Linked DNA regions of Mus musculus: regions 2 and 3 are each linked to region 1. The links are chromatin contacts, called in public HiChIP or PLAC-seq and promoter capture Hi-C maps. All regions are on one chromosome and are shown on one strand. The core of a region is the stretch at or near the end of the contact, and the rest is flanking DNA. Distances in the headings are between cores, read along the strand shown.

The links. HiChIP or PLAC-seq counts read pairs in DNA pulled down with a chosen protein or histone mark. Capture Hi-C pulls out chosen DNA fragments and counts their contacts.
Region 2: a promoter capture Hi-C map of liver shows a contact between it and region 1. The contact joins the promoter of Themis2 here to the promoter of Sesn2 in region 1. A contact is called at or near these places in 4 of 115 datasets of contacts at active chromatin or transcription factors (the 230-238 cell line, bone marrow-derived macrophages, embryonic stem cells and 1 more) and 2 of 9 other capture datasets (adipose tissue and liver).
Region 3: an H3K27ac HiChIP or PLAC-seq map of differentiating embryonic stem cells shows a contact between it and region 1, with 2.7 times the contacts expected there. The contact joins the enhancer-like site here to the promoter of Sesn2 in region 1. A contact is called at or near these places in 6 of 115 datasets of contacts at active chromatin or transcription factors (T-cell acute lymphoblastic leukemia, bone marrow-derived macrophages, differentiating embryonic stem cells and 3 more).

Annotation. Positions count from the first base shown.
Region 1 is chr4:132,509,042-132,511,741 of GRCm38.p6, forward strand. Sesn2 (sestrin 2) reads right to left here and starts at 1,415. Exons shown (of 10, transcript NM_144907.1): 1 at 1,023-1,415. The coding sequence starts at 1,112.
Region 2 is chr4:132,794,961-132,797,660 of GRCm38.p6, forward strand. Themis2 (thymocyte selection associated family member 2) reads right to left here and starts at 1,404. Exons shown (of 6, transcript NM_001033308.2): 1 at 1,300-1,404. The coding sequence starts at 1,393.
Region 3 is chr4:132,112,224-132,114,923 of GRCm38.p6, forward strand. It overlaps Oprd1 (opioid receptor, delta 1), which reads right to left. Exons shown (of 3, transcript NM_013622.3): 3 at 1-1,845. The coding sequence ends at 1,304. Among named protein-coding and RNA genes, the nearest start is that of n-TAcgc3, 12 kb to the right of the region's middle. Within about 2 kb of position 1,303, at least 19 of the 459 cell types and tissues checked have an H3K27ac peak or open chromatin away from gene starts, as enhancers often do. A contact at or near this core is called in differentiating embryonic stem cells, where this site is marked.

The DNA of each region.
Region 1 (2,700 bases), core at 165-2,664:
AATAGACCTTCCACACTGCTCTAGGCTTAGAAAATCAAAAAGGATCAGTATCTTCTGCAGTGCCAAGCATTCTCCAAAATCCTAGTCACACACAGTCCAGAGAATGAGGGCTAGGCCTCTCTCTGTCCCTTTCGGGCCTCAATTTTCTCATTCTGTAAAATGGGGTTAAAATACGTTTTGTATTTGCTGTCTTTGTCAGACAAAACCTATATCCTGGCATCTAGTAGGTGCTCCATACACGACATAGACTATGTCCACTATCGAGACTGCTGGGAGGGAGACGGGGGCTTTATACTGGCATTATACCTTGTCTCCCTGTGAAGTCTCTCTACGCTCTGAGGAGACAGCAAAACAAACTTTGAGGACCCCAGAACAATTTAATAGGAAGCAATCTATCAAGGGACCAAGGGTTATCCGCTTTCTCCCCTAGCTCTCTCAGGCTGCCGCCGCCGAGGATCAGGCCGCCAGCCAGACCCATAAAGCACTCGGACCAGTCTCCAGATCGGGGGTGCAGGTAAGGACTGAAAAAGGGAATCGACCTTCCCTGGTCAGTCCCAGGTGGTTTACTCCCTTCGCTGAGCGACAGGACCAGAAACCGATCCTAGAAAGAGCTCCCAGCCCGCCTGCCCCCACCGAGAGGAAGGGATTCTGCGGAAGGGGGCGGGGAGGAGGAGTGGTCGGGTCTCTCCGGCCGGGATTTGCCTGGACTTGAAGACGCTCGCTTTAGCAGAGAACAAACCCAAAGAGCCACGAGAAGGCGTCCCCTCTCATTGGCCAGGAGTCCGAAGGAGCCAGGGAGGGCTCCGCATCCCCCTCCCTCCCAGGGTGGTAGTGGGGAGGGTAAAGAGAGAGAGGGCAGTGGGGAGGGGAAGGGAGAGCGGAGGCTGCAGTTGATGCAACCCTAGCCCTAGCTTACGTGCTCTCAGACCCTAAGCCCGGGGGGAGCGCACCAGACTTAGACCGGGTCTGCCCGAAGCTCGGCGGTGGCTGGAGGAGAGCGGGTTCGCCCGGCTGTTGCTTACCTCTCGGGTCTCGGGGCCGGCCACACCACCCCTGGTGAACGGCAGGTAGCCCTTGATCTCGGAATGGCACTCGGAGTCCGCTACGATCATGGTGTACGCCAGGACCCGGCCGCGGCTCGTCCGCGCCTGGGACACCCGAGGGGTCTAGGTCGGGCGCGCACAGGAGGCCGGGACTAGGGGTCGCCGGGGAAGCTCGAGATCCCCGGGCTGTCTCTCGGGATTAGGAGAACCGGCGCTACGGCGATAGACACTCCTTTCAGCCCAGCTTGGAAAACTGCGGCCGGCCTCGGAGGCCTGAGATTGGCCGCGGCGCAGAGGTTTTCACGGCCCGGAGTGCCTCGGAAGTCCGCAGTGGCCAGCGCTGCTCGGGAAGCCGGCGCTCCTCACCATCCCCACCACGGAACTGCCAGCGCTCGCCCGGCTCTGTCAGCCCGCTGCGGTCCCTGGGGGAGGGCGGGGACACAAAAGTCCCACGGCGCAGCCAATCAGATGCCTGTTTCTCGGGGAGGCGGAGCCGACACCTCCCTCCGGAGCCAACCTTCCGTCCAATCAGCATCGACAAGCGCCTGGGAACTCTGGGAGCTGTAGTTGGCCTCGCACAGATGCTGCAAACTTTTGCATGAAGGCGTTAGTCAGGTCTCTGGCAATACCAGATGAGAGTGACAGCCCAAGGAGTCATTAGGGCTGCGTGATGAAACGGGACTTCACGGGGCTGGGCCAGACAGCCAGGTGTGAAATCCCTTCTGAGTAAGTTCTTCAGCTTTCCAGTTCCTGGAGGGACTGGTTAGGTCTGCAGAGAGTTCTAACCACACACATCCAGTTCTTCTAATTATAGATCAAAACCCACAAATTTGAAGCCAAGAGCCACCACCCTGTCCCCTCAGGCCCTGAGGGATCTGCACCTTCAGAAACACTAAACCAAGGAAATCACCTTATTTGTGGAGTCTCTGGAAAAGCCCTCACTGAAATACCCTTGACAATCTCAAATTTAATCTCAATCCTCATTGCTACAATTTCCCCTCTTCTGTCCTGCCTTGGGTGCCTTCACACCGCCTTCCACCCTCCAGGCACTCATGGAAACTTTGTAACTTAGGTGTTTGGCTTGATCTATTTCTCACTTCTCCCTCTGGCCACTCCTCTCTGACTCCTCTTTTTCCATCCACTCCCTAAACGTGGGTGCTCTCCTAGTTTCTGTTTTTAGCCCTCTTTTTCTCTAGACATTCACTCTCATGACTTCCCTACACTCACCTCTTCCATCCAGATCTCAGCACTTTACCCTTGATTCACCCATTCACTTCTACTCATCTCCTTCGCGGTTTTTCTTCAGGCCTCTCCCGTTTCAAGTTTCTCTTTATTCTGGTTAAGGAGTCCTAGACAGAGCTGGAGCTGATTAATCCTCTCAGTTCCTGCCTGAAATAGTCTTGAGTTTAGGCTTATGATACCAAAGGTGATCTCCTGACTTGGTCTAATGCCTTCTGTAGGGAAGGGAGTTCACCTGCATGCTCCTTAGAGCCCTAAACTCGGGCTGGACCTTTCTCTCTGTGTTTTAATACTTTCCATACTGTAACTTGTGTTGTCATATTCTGTGTATTTGTCTTATCTGAAAGTTTTTATTATAAACTTGTTGAGGGCAGTGTCTACATTTAGACTTTTTTTTTTTCTTTCTACCTTATGCCAC
Region 2 (2,700 bases), core at 154-2,653, 290 kb after region 1:
GATGAGGAAACTCGGGTATTGTGACACAGGTAAGCAAGAGACGCTGGGAGGATGTTCTGAGCTGGAGAAAAGAATGACCAGGCTCCCAGAGTCCCACTTCAGGGACCCATCAGATTCCGATGGACCAGAGAGACTCACTGTGGTGGCCCTTGTGTGATCCTCCTAGGTCAGTCTATAACCCGCTTGGCCATCAGAACACTTTGCTGGCAGCTGCTGTGGCAGAGCCTGGCTCGCTCACTCCAGGGAGTAGAATGAAGCAGGCATCCATGAGACAGCTTGCTGTCTGAGGGAGGAGCCCTGAATCTCAGCATCTCCCTCCACTCTCGCCTCTGCCCTCCACAGAGCAGCCCGGTCGGTCCCTTTTCTTCCCTCCCTTACCCAAGTGGTCAGTCCCTGGTCACATGTTATTTGGCCAGTAACTGGTGGCTGTGTCCTGATATGGCCATCTCTTCTCTGCTATGGGTTGCGGAAAGCCATGGGCAAGGAGCAAATGTACAGGCAAAAAGCGGGGAAGGATCCCCCTGGTAGGAGGACCACTCCATCTGAGAATCCAGCAGAGGAACAGAGAGACTCAGAGGCAAGGAGCAGAGAGTTCAGCGGGAGGGCTGATCTGGTGCTAAAATAACGAACTGGAATATATCTTAGTGGTGAGAGCTCAGGGTCCTGGGTTGGATCCTTGCAGAAAGGGAAAGAAGATAATAAAAGAGAACGGAGGGAGGGAGCAAGAAAGAAAAATGAACAGTGAACCAGGCATGGCAAATTCAGGCAGAGGCAGACGGATCGCTGCAAACTTAAGGCCAGCCTGGGCTACAAAACAAGGTCCTCTCAGAACAACCCCAATAACGACAGTGAGCACCCTAGTGCCTGTCTGAAACGATGGACGAGTTATCCCCACTTATTTGTCCATTTATTGTTATAATTGTTCTTGTTGCTTGAGACAGGATTTCCTAGGCTGTTCAGATCGCTCCTGCCTAGCTGCCACACAATTTCTGTTAGCATTACCGAGGAGCCTCAGTTGAGAAAAAGCCTGAGTTAAACTCAGGACTTCTCATCACCCATGGGACAAAAGCTGAAGAGCAGGGAGGTGGCGCCTTTTGGTGCGGATTCATAAAACTTCGGACAGCAGCGTCTGAACTCAACCCCAGATCCCTCAGGGTCTAACTCTGTAGCCCAAACTGACCTGCAATCACTTTATAGAACAGGCTAGCTTCGAACTCATCCTCCCGCCACAGCTCCCCAGTGTTGGCATTACAGGCATGACCCATCATACCTAGCTCCTTCCACCCAGAGCCCGCTCACCCTCAAAGTAGACTCCGGAGCAGACCCGCAGCACGCGCGGAAGGGAGGTGGGGTCCAGGCCGCTCACAAAGTCCTGCAGCGGCACCGGCTCCATGGTCGCGTTCCGACTAGATTTGCTCAGACTGATCGGCAGCTTGCAGAGGACAGTCCGGAAGCCACGCCCACCGAGGCCACGCCCCTCAGGTCGGGAGCCCTACAGGGTTCTCTGAAGCGCCCCGAACTCTTGAATGGGGACTTTATTTCCCCTGACCTGTCTCTTCATCTCTAAAATTGAATCTTTTCTTAAGGTTTCTAATGTGATAAAACACCATGACCAAAAGCAACTTGGGGAGGGAAGGGTTTATTATCTTACAACTCTGGGATCACAGAGGTTAGTCAGAACAGAAACTCCGGACAGATAGAGAGAGATAAAGGGACTGGGACTGGTACAAGCCATAAAGAAACACAGCTTACTGGTTTGCTCAGTTTGCTTTCTTACACAACTCAGGACCACCTGCCCAGGGTTGGCACTACCTACACCCTATGGGCTGGGCCCACCCACACCAATCATAAGTGGAGAAAATGCACTACAGGCTTGCCTACAAGCAGTCTGATGGAGGCATTTCTCAACAGAGGTTCCCAGATAATTCTAACTTGGGTCAAATTGACCAAAGAACAACCAGGACAATTCCCACACCTTTCTTTACTTGGCTCCATCGAACAGATCTAACATCAAGACTTGATAATTTTTTTTTTTTTTTTTTTTGAGACAGGGTTTCTCTGTATAGCCCTGGCTGTCCTGGAACTCACTTTGTAGACCAGGCTGGCCTCGAAGTCAGAAATCCGCCTGCCTCTGCCTCCTGAGTGCTGGGATTAAAGGCGTGTGCAGTTACACCTGGCAAGACTTGATAATTTGATACCCAGAGGTCTGGTGTGTGTGTGTGTGTGTGTGTGTGTGTGTGTGTGTGTGTGTGTGTATGTATGTGTGTGTGTGTGTGTGAGAGAGAGAGAGAGACAGAGAGAGAGACAGAGACACAGAGAGACAAAGACACAGAGACACAGAGACACAGACACAGACACAGAGACATAGAGACAGACCCGAGACAGAGACAGACAGAGAGAGTATCCCTTAGCACAAATTGTACTTAAATTACTGTGTAGCTGAAGATGACCTTGAACTTCTGATCTTCCTTCTTCCACCATCTAAAATGAGTGTGGTCACACACACTTTATTAGATGCTGAGGACTAAACCTAGGGCTTCATGGATTCAAAGCAAACACTCTACTAAGTGAGCTGCATCCTCTGCCTTGTTTTGGGTTTTTGAGGCAGGATTTCACATAATCCACTGTGTAGCTGAGAATGGCTTCCTTAGACTCCTGATGCTCTTGATGCCTCCTCCTGCCAGGTTCTGGAATAACAGG
Region 3 (2,700 bases), core at 53-2,552, 400 kb before region 1:
TATGTAGACCAGGCTGGCCTCTGCCTCCCAGGTGCTGGGATTAAAGGCATGTGCCACCACTTTTAAAAGAAGATTTATTTTATGTGTCTGAGTGTTTCACCTGTATGTATGTATATATGTATGTATGTGTACCATGTTCATGTCTGGTGCCCACAGTTGTTGGAAAGCATTAGATTGACTGCGACTGGGGTTACAGATGGCTGTGAGCCACTATGTGGGTGCTGGGAATCGAACCTATGTCCTCTGCAAGAGAGTCACGTGCCCTTAATCACTCAGCCACCTTTCTGGTTCTACTCCCACTTCTTGACACAAAGGCTTACTCGGTTTCAGGGGTCCCTTTAGAACTTGCTTTTGGGGCCCTTGTTCAGGATCCAGGGAGCCTCTGCTTCTGCCCACTGTCCACAGCCCCACAGGGATACAGGGCTGCGGGTTCTCTTCAAACCAGACTCAGAGACACCCACATAGTTTTTTGGTTTGAGGGTTGGTTTTGTTGTTTGGAAGGTTTTTGGTTGGTTGGTTGTTTTGTCTTATTGATCCCAGAGCCTCACACAAACACCCTACCACTGAGCTACATTCCCAGCCCTCTTTACATTTTATTTTGAGACACTAAATTGCCCAGGCTGTTGGTCCTTAATTTTCCAGCCTCAGCCTCCACTATGACTGGGATTACACAGGCCTGCCCCATCAGGCCCGGCTTGTATCCTCTCTACAGAGAAGTCACGTTGGCCCTAGCCTCAACGAGTTTAGCTGAGTAGTTAGAAAGGTGGTGAGAACTTTGACTCTTCTCCAACGTTGACCATCCCCCACTTATCCTCCCCCCAAGGGAAGGGGGCGCTTATCTCCTGACCAAACCCCAAGCTGCCTTGCCTGAATGCCCTGTCCCCTTATCTTCTCTAAGATGAGAGATCCTCCCCATAACACAAATGCTGGGACTCTCAGCCAAACCAAATCATCGACCCCATCACTGCCCCTCCTGGTTCCTGGAGCTGGAATCCTTGGGTCTTGGACTGGAGCTGGGTGTTCAAAAAGGCCAGAACCCGATGTTATCTCAAGGCGGAGGCTCTGTCCCATTGGAGAGGCCTTACTAATGGATACAGTTTAGGAATCACCAGCTCTGCTTCCTCACCCCCACCGTTCCAACCTGGAGCCTTTGATCCCTCAGGCCCCGTCCCCACAGGAGGCCTCCCCTCTGTGCAGGCCCAATTCTAGCTGTCCTGGTGGTGGCCACAGCCTCCCAGGGAGCTCGGTGTGGCCTCTGGATCACTTCACTTGGGAGGGGCGTTTAAGGGGAAGGTCGGGTAGGTCAGGCGGCAGCGCCACCGCCCGGGCCGTCGGAGGGGGTGCAGGCAGTGACACGCTCACGCGTGGTGGCCTGGCGGGGACGACGGAGACTGCCGGGTTCTTGGCGGCCGCAGGGCGTGCGACAGAGCTGGCGGAAGCAGCGCTTGAAGTTCTCGTCCAGGAAGGCGTAGAGAACCGGGTTGAGGCTGCTGTTGGCGTAGCCCAGCGCAATGCACAGGTGCAGTGCGGCCACCACAAGTGGGTCGCGCCGATTGATGTCCACCAGCGTCCAGACGATGACGAAGATGTGGATGGGCGCCCAGCACACCACGAAGGCGCCCACCACCACCAGCACCATGCGCGTGATGCGCCGCAGGCTGCGGTCCTTCTCCTTGGAACCGGACAGCAGACGCACGCTGCGCAGGCGCAGTAGCATGAGGCCATAGCACACCGTGATGATGAGGATCGGCACCACGAAGGCAAAGAGGAACACGCAGATCTTGGTCACAGTGTCCCAGTACCAGCTGGGACTGGGGAACTGGAGCATGCATACCACTGCACCATCTGAGTCCGGGGAAACAAAAGACGGGGATCAGAGGTCTGTGTGGCTAAGGGGCGCTGTCTGCTTGTCCTCTTTCAAAATGACTAGCTGGGTTGAGATTCTGATGTCTAATATGTCCCTTTACTTGGTGAACTCCGTCTTATGCTTAAAGACCCCAGAATTGGTCCTCATCTGGGAGGTCCCCTTCTGTGTCCTCTCGCAGGTCCTTTGTAAGCCTTTATGTCCATGAATGGCAGTAATAATTTATCCTGACCCGGTAATGGCAGTCATTGTGTGTAAACTCAACAGACCCCCCACCCATTTCTAGAATTGCTCCAGTGGATCGATTGATTTAAACAGTGGACTAGGGCTGTCAATATAATTTAAATATCGCCAGAGTGTCAGATAGAGTGTCCCTGTGTTCAATTCTCAGTACTGTATAAACCTGGGCCTGATGGCACATGTACCCTAAGCACTCCAGAGATGGAGGCAAGGAGGAGCAGAAGTTCAAGGTCATCTTTGACTACATTAACTTCTAGGCTAGGAGAAGGAGGAGGAGGGGGAGGAGGAGGAGGAGGAGGGGGAGGAAGGAGGAAGAGGAGGAAGGAGGAGGAGCAAGGAGGAGGGGGAGGAAGGAGGAGGAAGAGGAGGAAGAAGAGGAGAAGGAGAAGAGGAGGTAAGAAAGAAGAAGGAAGGAGAGGAGGAGGAAGAGGAGGAGAAGGAGAACGAGAAGGAAGAAGAGGAGAAGGAGAAAGTCTGACTCCAGCCCAAGTGTGTGGTCTTGGGCAAATTACCATCTTCAAATTTCCTTATGGTGAGGCTAATAGTCTAACCACGTTTCTTTAGTTACATTTAGATTTGTCGAGTGTGTGTGTGTG